Linked DNA regions of Zea mays: all the other regions are linked to region 3. The links are chromatin contacts, called in public Hi-C maps. All regions are on one chromosome and are shown on one strand. Each heading gives the region's core, a stretch centred on a gene start, on an enhancer-like site or on the middle of the called end of the contact. The rest is flanking DNA. Distances are from core to core; before and after follow the strand shown.

What was found. A called contact is a pair of places that touch in the nucleus more often than the background predicts.
Region 1: a Hi-C map of leaf shows a contact between it and region 3, with 7 times the contacts expected there. The contact joins the promoter of LOC100280828 here to the promoter of LOC100273184 in region 3. A contact is called at or near these places in 17 of 25 Hi-C or Micro-C datasets (bundle sheath, ear, endosperm and 5 more).
Region 2: a contact with region 3 is called in a Hi-C map of seedling, with 10 times the contacts expected there. The contact joins the promoter of LOC103651236 here to the promoter of LOC100273184 in region 3. A contact is called at or near these places in 4 of 25 Hi-C or Micro-C datasets (ear, leaf, seedling and 1 more).

What each region holds. Positions count from the first base shown.
Region 1 is chr3:205,839,972-205,844,430 of Zm-B73-REFERENCE-NAM-5.0, reverse strand. LOC100280828 (heat shock factor protein HSF30) reads left to right here and starts at 3,081. Exons shown (of 2, transcript NM_001367142.1): 1 at 3,081-3,502; 2 at 3,645-4,212. The coding sequence starts at 3,239. The coding sequence ends at 4,130.
Region 2 is chr3:205,888,442-205,893,433 of Zm-B73-REFERENCE-NAM-5.0, reverse strand. LOC103651236 reads left to right here and starts at 3,664. Exons shown (of 1, transcript XM_008676854.4): 1 at 3,664-4,992. The coding sequence starts at 3,941. The coding sequence ends at 4,963. LOC100272283 reads left to right here. Exons shown (of 5, transcript NM_001146770.1): 4 at 118-280; 5 at 1,777-2,342. The coding sequence ends at 1,995.
Region 3 is chr3:205,660,654-205,665,403 of Zm-B73-REFERENCE-NAM-5.0, reverse strand. LOC100273184 (BURP domain protein RD22) reads left to right here and starts at 1,314. Exons shown (of 3, transcript NM_001147629.1): 1 at 1,314-1,381; 2 at 1,639-1,750; 3 at 1,882-3,334. The coding sequence starts at 1,343. The coding sequence ends at 3,101. It overlaps LOC100192885, which reads right to left. Exons shown (of 13, transcript NM_001138073.2): 13 at 4,148-4,750. The coding sequence ends at 4,622.

The sequences.
Region 1 (4,459 bases), core at 1,832-4,331, 180 kb before region 3:
TGGAATCTAATATACAAATAAATTTTATTTATTGAACTATTTATTATTTATTTTTAGTTTTAGGTTATGTAACTTTATTTATAAATTATGTATTTTATTATTATTATGCTCGAGTTATTTAATTTTAATTTTTGTTGTTGTGAATTACGTAATTTCATTCGCTTAATTGCATAGTCAGATGTATTTGAATTTTAGTAAAACATAGTTTTCGTGATAGCGTAGCTAAAAATACATATTATGCGTGGCGATAAATAAGGGCAAACGATGGTCGCTATACGCCGGTCCATAACTGTTGTTGCAGCCCGTAGTTAAGTGCTATGGTAAAGATCGATGGGAGTTTAGTGCTGATGTGGCACTGTCCTGATTAATTTCTGTCGGTCACCATGAGTCGATAGAAGTTACTTACCAGATACAATAATCCCTGCCAGTCAACAGAAATTAAATTAACCTCGTCGACAACCAACGAGAATTATGTAATCCCCGACAAAAAAAATCCCAACAGACAAACTAATAGGAATCAGTCTGTTGCTGACATAAATTAGTAATTCCTATACCAGTTTTAGGCTAATTCCTGTCAGTTTTTAAGTTGGCAGGATTTATCGAATTAGTGTTATAAAAAATTCTTTTCCTGTTATTAAAGTGTTGAGTCCCGAGTCTTATAGAATGCTCACCTTCAACGGCTAACCCCACAACTCCCCTAAAACCATATAGCGTGTACTTTAGAGGGTTCAGGTCATTCAACCCATTCACCCACCGTGCACTCCATTTGGGGAGGAGAGGCACCTCCCTGTAAATGGCGGGAGTTATAAGGTCTGTTTGATTCGCTGCCTAACTTGCCACATTTTGTCTAACTTTTCTGTCTAAGATTAATTCTTTAATTCGAACTACTAACCATAGATAAATTATGAAACAGTTAGCCACGAACCAAACAGACCCATAATCTCCCTCCACATTCTTTAATTACTTTGTTTCTTTGCGAAATTAACCTTTTTAAAAGCTCTAAAACAAGATAACAATGTGTACTACAATAATACAAGTACTCTATGATTTTTTTTTTAAAAACAAACTTCAAAAGCTAATGAAAATATTAAATAACCGGGAATAGAGGGAGCTAGATAGGGGAATAGTTAGAGACGCCCTATAGGTAGAGAGAAAATATTTTAGATGAATGTAGTAAAATATAATTAAAAGTACATACTATGTGGGATAAGGTGAGCGCTTGTTTGATTGCATGATGTTTAGATCGAGGAGATTTATGGGCATATAATCTCTTGCTAATCTGAACCAAACAAGCAGGCCTGTCCACGATATATTGTGCAGACTTGGTTCATAAAGGCCTGTTTGGTTTACTACCTAACTTGCCACACTTTGCCTAACTTTTCTATCTAAGATTAGTTCTTCAATTCGAACGACTAACCTTAGTCAAAGTATGACACAGTTAGTCGCCAACCAAACAGAGTTTTCCTCGCCCGCCCATCTCATGTGGCCTTTCCTGGAAAATCCTAGCAAGTCTTGCCATAACTCAACTGTATGGTTCCATGTACATGCCGTTTATCCCTCTAGCTAGTTCGCCAACCAAGGTGCCAGCAAAGTCTCGATCTGAGAGGCAGGAGCTCGATCCAAGGCGTATCGCGAGCTCAATTTGACGCTGTCTGACTCCACTATTTTCGCCGCAAAGTTTTCCGGAGGGGCAGCTGCGCTTGAATCAGGCAACAACGTGGGCTCGGTTTGCCACTGTATATATGCTCAATTTTTTTGGGGCGTTCAAATTCGAACTATTTATTTATTTATTTACATGAACGCGATTGGGCGCTTGGTTGCGACGTGGACGCAGGCGATGACGTGCGCGCGGAGCCCTCGCTATCGGCTCGGCTTGGCCCTGTCCGTCACCGCGCGTGTTGCTAGCTGTCCACGCCGACCCCAAATGGAGTCAGGCGGTTGGCTTGCACTGCGCGGGCACATCCACACCTACCCTGCACCTCAAGCTGCTGCATATCTGCGTTGGCCATGAGCATGATGCACACATTTCTTTCGATAACGCGTGCCAGACCGCCCTTCTCCCACCTCTTCCTTTCACCGCCTGTCCGCCTCAGTTGATCACTTGGCCGTTCAGTTTCCGGAGGTCCTTAGGCTATCCGCACTCATACTACTCTAAATTTCTACCCTAAAAAGAATATTCTGTCCTGATCAGAAAAATTCTTTACTCTATACCATAATCCTCCGCACTCATATTACTCTATATCCATACTCTATATCAACTATCATATATTTAATTCAACCACGCCGTTGGTGCGGGAGGAGAGAGAGTATAGAGCGCCACGCCGTACGACGCTCGCCGTACCGTCCCGAAGCCCGCACACTATCGTTCAGTTCCATTTAGCGCTACCCACTGCACGCGAACTGTACGCTAAACAGGGGTAGCGTCCCGTTTGGCGTTCACGAGTGCGGGCAGCCTTATAGTTACTAATAAAGGGGTGGTGAGCTGGCTGTGCTCTCCGCGCGTGAAGAGCAGAGTGACCGAGCCCAGCAGTCTCTCCCAGATTTACAAGAAGCACAAAACTCTTGTCCCGCTCAAAGATTGCCTTCTGCGTATGTCATTCGAAACACTGTTCGTCGATGCGCTGTCACGTCGTCCTAAGATCGCCGATATCATCCATATCCCGCTAAAAAAAGGGCACAGCAGACTAGATAGATATATATATTAGGAAAGAAAAGCGCAACGCCTGTGAAGAAAAACTGACTTGCTATGAGCCCATGACCCAGGGGAGGGGACAGCGCGACACTTTATGCCTGTGCCGCTCACACGTGGCCCCTAAGCGACAAGCATCGAATCCTCCCAAAATCCGGCACAACACCAGCGCCACATCGCCTCGCGAATCATATGGTTCCATTTGTTGCCGCCGAGTCCGCGCTCCTCGGCCCGTACCACGACCTGAGGAGATAGATATATAGGCGGTGGCAGGCGCTTTACCGCCCCGGACAGAAATATCTGAGGACACGTAGGAGTAGGACTCGCCCCCACCCCCGAACCACCGACGAAGGAGACGAATAAAAGAAGGCAAACCACACGGCCACCACACACACAGGCACCGAACGAACAGGACAGCGAGAGAAAGCAAAGCGAGCTGCTGCTTCCTTATCCGGTTCTTCGCCGTGAGCGCTCCACAGGGAACGGAACGGGAACTGGGGGATCGGGATCCTTACGTTGTTGTGTGTATTATCGAGCAAGCTAAGAGCCATGGGCAGCGAGTGCAAGGGCTACGGCGTCGGCGTCGCCACCAGCCCGCAGCAGGAGCAGGAGCAGGCTGGCGCCGCCGTCGCACCGTTCGTGGCCAAGACGTTCCACATGGTGAGCGACCCGGCCACGGACGCCGTCGTGCGCTGGGGTGGCGCCAGCAACACCTTCCACGTCCTCGACCCGGCCACCTTCTCCGACTACCTGCTGCCCTCCTACTTCAAGCACCGCAACTTCGCCAGCTTCGTCCGGCAGCTCAACACCTACGTGAGTGATATGCGCGCTACCTCCTCAGCTCCTCTGCCCCCGCTCCGCTGTCCGCTCAGCGCTCACTCAGGACTCAGCTACCACTCCTCCTCGTGTGAGTAACAGCTCTCGGCACGCATGCGTACCGTTATTTTTTTAACAGGGGTTCAGGAAGGTGGACACGGACCGGTGGGAGTTCGCGCACGAGTCGTTCCTGCGGGGCCAGGCGCGCCTGCTGCCGCTGGTCGTGCGCAAGAGGAAGAAGGCGGGCGCCGGCGCCGGCGGCGGCGGCCGGGAGCTGTGCGAGGCCGGGGAGGAGGTGCGCGGGACCATCCGGGCCGTGCAGCGCCTGCGGGAGCAGCAGCGCGGGGTGGAGGACGAGCTGCGGGCCATGGACCGCCGCCTGCGCGCCGCCGAGAGCCGGCCGGCCCAGATGATGGCGTTCCTCGCCAAGCTCGCCGACGACCCGGGCCTCGTGCTGCGCGCCATGCTCGCCAAGGAGGAGGAGCTGGCCCTGATCGACAAGGGGTCGGAGGCGCAGCCGGCCAAGAGGCGGCGGATCGGGGCTGAAGCCGTGGACCTGGCGCACAGCAGGGGCGGGGGCGCCGTGCCGTTTCCGTTCTCTGTTCTCGGCCAAGTGTTCTACTAGGGTAGATAGGGACTGGTGTATATATGACTTGCACTGTATTATAGCTTTGCCTCGGTTTCAGCAGTTACTGCCTTCCGTTTTACCGTCGGCTTCATTTTTAAATTTAAACGCGACAAATAAAAAATAAGTTCATTTTTAAATTTAAACGTGATTAATAAAAAAATAACGAAAACAGTACTATTTTAGTAAGTAACAGTGCCTGAAGAAAAGTTTTTAAGCGTGGCGAGCGTTTGGCAGCGCTCTTTGCGGTGTTCGTGTGTCTTCGTGACAACGGTTCCTCTTCGGCTAAATAGTTAAAAGTCTGAAAAGAATCATCTCTATGTTTACTA
Region 2 (4,992 bases), core at 2,415-4,914, 230 kb before region 3:
ACAATGAGACATGAATTCACAGAAATAGAAAATAAATTCGCATCCTATTATTTGGAGGACATATTAGTTGAAATATTTATTCGTTTTCTTGCAATAACAAGAGCTTTTATTGGACAGATATGCTTCTGCACCACAGGAAGCTCGTACCAATTGGGATGAATTTACTAGAAATTACTTTCTCAGTCGGGAGAATTTGGTATCTGTTTTTCTTCTTATAGATGCAAGTATACCTGCCAAGAAGATTGATCTTGACTATGCTAGTTGGCTTGGCCAAAACAAGGTAAGCATACTTCTGAAACGACTGAACTCCCGTTTATGAAGTAATTAACCATCATTCATTCATCCATATGCGTTGGGACTCAGGAGTGCCGTTTGATATTGTTAGTAGATAATCTAGTTGATGTCAGCAATAGAAAATAATGCTGCTGAAAGTGTAATGGTTGAAATATCCCAGTTTGTCAAGTTGAAAATCTGGTACACACATGATTCTAGCAATAAGCTGAACCTGATTTATTTCAATCATTTTAGCTTTCGCTCACAATGTGTATGAATGCTACCTGTTCTTGTTAGTCATAGTTAACTATAATCATTGATTTATTTACCCGTCACAATCAAAGATGTATACTTGTCCTGCGGAACAATTAGGCACTGTATTATACTTTATGCAGAAGCAATCAATCTTTCCCTAGAGGTATGAGTTCGAACTAGGAAGGCATATTGCCTTCCTGGGACAAAGGAAACCAAGAAATTGTTACTGACTTATTTGGTCACAAAAGAGCTTAGCTTGGCAAGTCTTATAAATTCTTTTATCATGAAATTATTCGATCATTTAGGACATAATTGCAATGGGTTCTTTGTTTCTGCATTTTGCCAATGGTATTATGTTGTAGCCTGTTGTTTGTATTTTGTGCTATATATATACTTTTTAAAACCCAACGAAGTCTGCAGAATGCAGCTTAACTCTGGAGTCTGAACCCCGTACCTCATTTTTAAAATTTCTAAGACTATATACAAAGTAAAAAAGCAAGATCTGGTAACAGTCCGACATGTACGCGGTACTAAAGTTCTGAAAAGGTGTTAGCTTCGTGCCTTTTTTTCCCTTTTCCTGTGCTGGGCATAGATCCAGTTCCATTCTTCGTGTAAATACTGCAGTGGGCCAGTGCCCACAGGACACAACCACCCACCCTTCTCAACTAGGTCTATGAACCCTCAAACCCTGGACCGTTTGTCCTTGCTTCCTTCACCACGAACCATTATTTCGCCTATCTCATTTCTGTTCTGCTGCAATCTAGTGCAAAAATAATCCTCTTTGGGCAAGGACCAATTGACAGCCTCACCTCCTTATGTTCTCCTATCCTTTCTGCCTTCACCATGGACCATTATTTCACCTACTCTCATTTTTCTGGTTTGCTGCAATCTAGTGCAAAATACTACTCTTTAGGCCGACTCCAGCAGTTTATCCATTAACACTGTTTTGCACTATAGACTGCGCAGTTCGCAGAGCGAAGTTTAAATATGGGTATGGGTAAGTTGCTGTAGATAGTCTTAGATGACCTATCAACGTTGGCATGAGCCTTGGTCCTGGGGACACCAGCTGACATACAGTAATTGATGTACTTGTGTACAGTCGGATTTAGTAACTAGTAATGTGCTTGCCGTCACATCTGCATCCAGGCATGCATTATTGTTTACCCATGTGAAGAATTTATCGGTTGTTGAGCAATAAATCTGGCACATTTCAGTTTTTAGTATATGTTTTATACCTGTTCTGTTCAGGTTCCCATGACCCTTGTGTTCACAAAATGTGACAAGCGCAAGAAGAAGAAGAACGGCGGCAGGAAACCTGAAGAAAACGTGGAAACTTTCCAGGGCCTAATCCGCGAATACTTCGAGGCCGCGCCTCCTTGGATCATGACGAGCAGCGTGACCAACCAGGGCCGCGACGAGATACTCCTGCACATGTCTCAGCTTAGGAATTATTGGCTCAAGCATTGAGATGCAATGATAACCAAACCAGGGCGAAGCAACTAGAACAGCATGCAAAGCACTGTCGTCCATTGATGCATGGACATTCAGCAGTCGGCGCCTCCGCAATCAGGCGTTCGCACCAACTAATCCAGCCTTTTGAGCTGTTGACTGTCCAATATGGCCCCCTGTACATGATTACCCAATCAACACTCTGGGGATGCGGACAAGGTGCTAAAATCAGCTGATCATGGTTTTTTTCTTTATTTCTATTGTGTACACGTACAATCCCAACCAACGTTTTCCCCTTGTTCCCATCTGATTATAGGCTTGTGTATACTGTGGGGTTAAATGATTAATAAATTCTGGTGTTAGCTAATCACCAGCGGGAATCTCACTTTTTTGTCTGCCACCTATATCATATGCTCCCTTGGACCCTGCAGCATACAAATGGCAGGAGGTGCATGAACCTGACCTGTTAAGAACTGGCTTTGTGGTGTACAGAATGTATTGAGAGCGCCACATTATTGGGATCCCTTTCTATCACACAGTGTCCTTTGTAAAATATACCTGAGAAAGGAGCCAGTGGACCGGTACAGGTTCGCCTGGAGACTGACAGAATGCTGGTAATATTTTACTCCAGGCAGACTTGGCTGTAATTTTGTTGATCCTGGTGAAACAGTAGGCTTTCAGTAGTCCATCTGCCCTACACCTCTATAGTTTAAAGTTCTGACACCCATGTCTTCCTCCTAAAAAAACACACGTTTGTCCTTATTAGGGCCACGTCTTAAAAAGCCGTGCGCCGTCTACGCGATAGATAGATGCTTGTATAATCCAAGAGAAGAGAACAGGTCGTCTGCCTAACCACAGCTGGAGCAAGCACGCGTTCGCCGCTAAACAATGCAAGCGCTGATGCCATGGGAGAAACAGCACGCTAACAAGCTGTTGCTTTTTTTTTGTGCTGGGTGTGTCGTTCAGCTACGTATTTGTAGTAAGTATAGTAGACAGCTGTGCCGTGGCAGCAGTGGTGTACAGTGCAGAGTGGAGTTGCCGTAGTCAATGCCCGGTACTCGCCGGCATCATGCACAGCGGCTGGGGGAGCAGTTGCAGGTTGCAGCCTTGCAGTAAAGGGCAGTTGATCGCACGGAAAGCGCAGCCGACTGATCGATCTACTCCTCCCGTGTCTTTAGTCTTTACTTCGCCCAAACTGTGCTGCGGCCCGCCTTGCTCCAGTGTGTTCTGTTTTGAGCCAGTCTGCCATCACAAAGCTGTAGCTGTTGCTGTTCCCTTCACGGAAAAGCTCTACTTTCAACCAGCTGAGGGCTGAGCTGAGCTGACTCCGGCGAAAACACGCAGCGCGGGCGCGCAGGACTCAGGAGCCCCCCCCCTGCGGCCCCACGCCAGGCGGCCCCGGTCCCATCGGGCATCCCCATGCAATGCAATGCGACGCGGCACAACAACGCGACACTAGCATGGCACGAACCAATCTTGTACGTATCCCTTGTTCGTAACCTAAATCCAGGAAGAATAGTAAAAGCATCTGGGACACAGCGAATACGGCATCCGGCGGCCGCGAACGACGTGGTGGCCGTCCGTACGGCCGTAACGGCACGTCTCGGGCCATCTCTTCTCCCCCGCTTACGTTACGTGCGAGCGAGAGCGCGCCAACCGCCCACGCCACGACCCGAGGGTTGCCCACCCCTACCACACCAGGCCATGTCTCTGTCTGCCTGGGCGGCCGGACGGACCTGGCAGTTTTTTTGTTCCTAGCTCGCGGCACGGGCGGTTAAAGCCGCGCGCGCGAGGCCGCATTAGCTCGGCACGAATGCGATAGACCAACAACACAACACCCGCTCCCGCGAACGTCCCCGCCTTGGCGCCTTCTCTCCACAGACCAGACCACACGGCCCACGCACGCTCAGAGCAGAAGCAGAGGCAAGGCAACCGGCGGAATCAAGCAAGAGCACATCTGCGCATGCACCTCCGCGAGGCCATGGAGGACTCCGTGTCGGGCGCTGGCGCTGGCGCCGGGCGTAAGAAGCTGAAGCACCGGCTCGCGGCGATGCTCTCGGTGTTCTCCCGGCGCGCGGGGGGCGGCAGCAGGAAGCGCCGCGACGGCGAGGACGAGGCGAAGCCGCCGCCGCCGCTGGCATTCCCGTCGTACTCCAGCCTCGGCAGCGGCAAGAAGCCCGGAGGTGGTGGTGGGGTCGCCGACCGCCGCCTGTCCCTGTCCGCGCCGCTGGTTCACATCACCATCGACTGCGCGGGCCGCCGCTCCGTCGACGCGGCGGACCCGTCCCTCCTCCTCTCCCTCGACGCCGCCGGCAGGAGGGCGGACCGGCGGTCCACGGCCGCGGGGCCCGGGCTGTTGCCGCACGAGTCCGGCGGCGAGTGGGAGGGCCGCAAGTGCCCGCCGTCCTCGCCGTCCGTGGCGCGCCTGCCGCCGCTGCCGCCGCTGGCGAGGTGGAAGCAGGGGCGGGGCTCCTCGCGCCGGCCGTCGTCGCGCCGCCTGGCCAGCAGCTCGTCGTCCGACGACGAGTACGACGAGGACTCGAGGAACCTCTTCTCGTCGCGGAGCTTGTCGTCCGACTCGTCCGACTTCTACAGCTGCCCGCGCCGGAACGCCAGCGCCAGCAGGGGGCGCGCGTCCGTCTCGGGCCCGTGCCGCGCGCTGGCGCTGGCGCCGGCGCCGGCGCCCCCGCGCCGCGGCGCGTCGCAGAGCTGCCGGTACAGCTTCGAGCTCCCGCGCGGCTCGTCGGCGACGGACGGCGGGTTCGCGGTGGTCAAGCGGTCGGCCGACCCGTACGAGGACTTCCGCAAGTCCATGCAGGAGATGATCGCAGAGTGGCCCGCTGGCGGGGCCGGAGGCGGCGGCGACGACGAAGGCGAGCACAGCGCGGAGCGGCTGCTGGAGACGTACCTCGTGCTCAACTCGCCGCGGCACTACCCGGCGATCCTCGCGGCTTTCGCCGACGTGCGGGAGACGCTCTTTCCGTGAGCTTCGTCAGCAGCGATCGGCAGGCGGCG
Region 3 (4,750 bases), core at 65-2,564:
GGGGCAAGAATTGCTAAACGCGGGGAGAGAGCGTGCAACGAGAGAGAGGAAGACGACTACGCGACTGGGTTGGGATCTTAGAGTTAAGATCTATGATGTCAAGATTTGTGTAATGGTTTATGACACTGAAGTAGTGATTGCCACAGCAGCGTCGTATGGTGTCATGATCTATTGCACTGAGCTATATTACATCGGTGTAGTAGGTTACCACATTGAAATATTTGGTAAAATTGGATTTATGACCATCAAAAGTGTAAACATGGATTTTTTAGGAAGAAAATATTGAATACAAAGAATTCAACCCAGCTATGGCTAACCAGACTAATTACTCATGGTTGTTCGCGCGGTGAAGACTAGGACATGTTTGGATCTCATGTACTAAAATAAAATGATTAAAGTTTATGCCCCATTCAAATATACTAGATCTAATAGTTACTAATAAAATTAGTATAAGACATCCAAACACTATAACTAATAGTTCCGTTATTAGCCAACTAATTTTACTAGTAACTTTTGAACCAACTAACTATTAGTTGTATTGAATTACAGTCTCTTAGTCAGTTTATATAAACTGGATTCCGAGTTTCTTAAAAATCAAGAAGCTTGTCTGCTCTAGCTAAAACTAGTTTATGAAAATTGATTGGCTTCAAACACCATTAATTAGTTTTTTTTCTAAAACCAGTTTCTAGAAATTGGAATAGAAACTGCATTCTTATAAAAAAAAAGCTAGATCTCTTGCCTTAGTAATTTTGGTTTAGCTCGTAGAACCCCAGCGGACCTGCTGTCCGCCGGTCGCTAGCAGGTGGTTTCCCAGCGCAACCGTCTTCGCCGCGCGGCACGCGAGCAGGCTGGGCCGGTGCCGTCGCCCATCGGCTTGGGACAGTGACGGGCATTCAATAACGCATCAGCCAGTCACTCAGGTGGGGGACAGTTGAGTTGCCGCGATACAGTTCCATATGGGCCATGGCCCATGGCCGCCCCGGTCGTCTTGTCTCGCTACGGCTCTCTACTGCCCATACCGCTACCACTGTACGTGCCTGCTGACCGCCGAGCGCCGAGCAATCCTTGGAGCCGGCCGATCCCGGCGTGGTTCGGTGGTGGCACTCTATTACCGCAACTGCTGTCTGTACCTCAGAGCTGAGCAGCAGCGGTGAATTATTGATCCCTCTCCTTTCATGCCAATTAATTCTCTCAACTCCCAATCTACTTACTCCCTGCTTTTGGTTATAAATAGTGGCAAGTGCCACCTGCTGCACGGCCATCGTCTGCAACTGCATCGCTCGCTCTCTCCTTTCACTGGGAACATCTATCAGCTCGCGCTCATTGGCCATCTTTGGCTTCCATGGAGAGGCTCATTGCCGGCCTACTTGGCTTCCTATTGGTCAGTCAGTCACTGCCACGCAGCTCATGCATCTTGTGCACCTTTTTCTCACATGATTTGCTTCATCAGCCTTTACATGTGGATTTGAAAAGATTCAGCTTAACATATATGAAGTTGTATGATTGCTACTTGTATGGTTTTTCTATTGTTATTGTATATGGAAGCAGTTTCAGAGATGTTAACATTCTTTACACCTTAGTATTGACATAAGGTAGACGACCTCTGATGCAAGGATAACTCTTGTGGTTTGCATGCAGGTTGCATCGGTAGGAAGCCATGCAGCTCGTGCTCCGGATCAGTACTGGAAGTCTGCTCTTCCCAACACTCCCATGCCGACCTCCCTCTCCCAACTCCTCGACGCCGCTCCAGGTATAACAACAGACAGCTCCAGACCTTCATCAAATCATCAGTAGATAAGATACTTCGTATAGGCATGTGCCTGTCCCATCATACAAACATACGTGCCAACGCCACCTCTTCAATTCCCTGCTTGTTCGCAGCCGGCGGCGGCACGACCGTCAACGTCGGCTGGGGCGGTGTTCACGTCGATGCTGGGCACGGTAAGCCCGGGGGTACGACGGTTGACGTAGGCAAGGGCGGCGTCGGCGTCAACGTTAACCCTGGCAGGAGCGGCAAGCCCGGCGGCACGACGGTTGGCGTCGGGAAGGGCGGAGTCGGCGTTAACGTCAACCCGGGATACGGAAAGCCCGGCGGCACCACCGTTGGCGTCGGAAAGGGTGGCGTTGGCGTTAACGTCAACCCCGGCAAGCCCGGTGGCACAACGGTCGGCGTCGGCAAGGGCGGAGTGGGCGTCAACGTCAATCCCGGCAAACCGGCCGGTGGTGCCGGTACAACCGTTGGCGTTGGCAAAGGCGGCGTGGGCGTGGGCGTCAATCCCGGGCACGGCAAGCCGGGCGGCACCACGGTCGGCGTTGGCAAGGGCGGGGTTGGCGTTCACGTGAACCCGGGAAAGAAGCCCGTCCACGTCAACGTCTCCCCTTTCATCTACACGTACGCCGCGTCGGAGACGCAGCTGCACGACGACCCCAGCGTGGCGCTCTTCTTCCAGGAGACGGACCTCCGGCCCGGTAAGAAGATGACCGTCCAGTTCGCCAGCACCGGGACGACCGGCACCAAGTTCCTCCCGCGGAGCGAGGCCGAGGCCATCCCGTTCTCCTCACAGAAGGTGCCCGAGATCCTCGCCCGCCTCTCGGTGGACCCGGACTCCGTCGAGGCGGCGGAGATGGCGCAGACGCTGCGCGACTGCGAGGCGCCCGCGGCCAAGGGCGAGAAGAAGGCGTGCGCCACGTCGCTGGAGTCCATGGTGGACTTCGCCACCGCCAGCCTCGGGACCAGGCACGTGAGGGCCGTGTCGACCGTCGTGGCGAAGGAGGGATCGCCGAAGCAGGAGTACACGGTGACCGGCGTGGAGCGCGCTGCCGGCGGCACCGACGACGACGGCCGGGTCGTGGCCTGCCACGCGGAGCCGTACGCGTACGCCGTGTTCGCGTGCCACCTGACGCCGCAGACGCGGGCGTACTCTGTGTCGATGCTCGGCAGGGACGGCACGGCCGTGGACGCTGTCGCGGTGTGCCACGCCGACACGTCCGGCTGGAACCCCAAGCACGTCGCCTTCCAGGTGCTCAACGTGAAGCCCGGCACCGTGCCGGTCTGCCACTTCCTGCCGCAGGACCACGTCGTCTGGACCCGCAGCGGCTGAGTCTGCTGGATGGCCGCCGTTTGCTCGCGTCGCGCCGCCTGGAGTGATTTGTTATGTTCCAGTGGCCTCTAGGCATACTGTCATATTATTATTATACCGAGGTATCACGAGTTTGCTTATGTTTCCAGTACTTGATGCTTGTATGGATATGGTGTAGCCAGCTCAGCAAGTATCAACCCACCTGCTTAATTCTGTTGTATAGTTTTAAATAAACAGACAACCTCTTTATGGTTACTGCTCTCAGCCTAGGAATATCTGGTGTGTACATGTTCTTTATCTCAGATCTAACATCTCTAGTTGTGTAGATGAAACCTTGATCCCTTACGTTCGTTTAGAAGACTAAGCAGACATATGAACTCAGTCACCTGTTATTAGGCATGCCAACATAGCACGATAGCACTACCAATACGATACTCCCTCCATTCTAAATCGATCTAAACACATATACAAAACATATACATCAATTGTATGAATTCATTAAAAGCCTAAAACGAATTTTAATTTGAAATAGTACTACACTGGTTTGATACGATTAGTAAAATTCCAGAGTGAGCACTAAGTACAAAATAATAGTTCCGAAGTCATCAAAAGTTCGTTAACTGAACTGAAACAGGGCTAGACGAGTTGAATGCACACTAACAGTCAGATGCAACAAAAGCTGATGTAATTACTGTTCTCACTTAATCAAATGAAATGGTGTTTCGTACAGAGGGCTAAATGAGGAAACTTTAGATCATCCTCCAACTATTTCTCCGTATTGGATGCTTTAACATCTACATGTTTCCACATTTCCAATGCCTTTGATTTACAGTGAAATGAAATTCTCACTGGTTCCATATTCAGCAAACATGGATAATATGTACTTTCTTGCCTAGAGATGGCAATGGGTAAATACCCACCGGGTATTACTACCCCATACCCATACCCACAACACAAAAATAACCCCATCGGGTCACCCATATACACTGGCGGGTATGGATTTACCCCCATACCCATACCCATGTGGGTATGGGTCACCCATCAGGTCACCCGTACCCATAAAAGCTAAACATCTATCAAAATGTTATATGATACAAATGTCAACATCTAAATACCATTACAAAATTTCTAGAATCATTTAACCATCCATTCAACACACCAAAGATAATTGGATAAAGTAGTAACACTAGGATAGTACTACATAGCACATTACATGTCCCATTACATGTTCATTAAATTGTCGTTAAGCCTTCTATGACATTATGGCCTAAAAGGTTGTTAAAGAGTAAAAAAGATGGATGACTAAAGTCAAAGTTCATGCTTGGACTAAGTTTATATTGGGTATTTTATACCCACGGGTTAACGGGTATGGGTGAAGGCGGAACGTTCTAATACCCGTTTACCCATTGGGTGAAGATTTTTGCCCAATAACAGACCCACGGGTAGAATATTTAGCCCACATACATACCCTAATGGAGTAAATACCCATCGGGTATTGGGTCGCGGGTACCCATTGCCATCTCTATTCTTGCCCATCACAACTATGACCATGTCTCGATGTTAAGTCTACCAGCCCTTTCTAGATCCCTGAGCCATTTCGAAGCATCCGCTTGCTTGACACCACCTTCTTTACAAATAACCTCCTCTAGCGCAGCTGTAACATCGGCAGG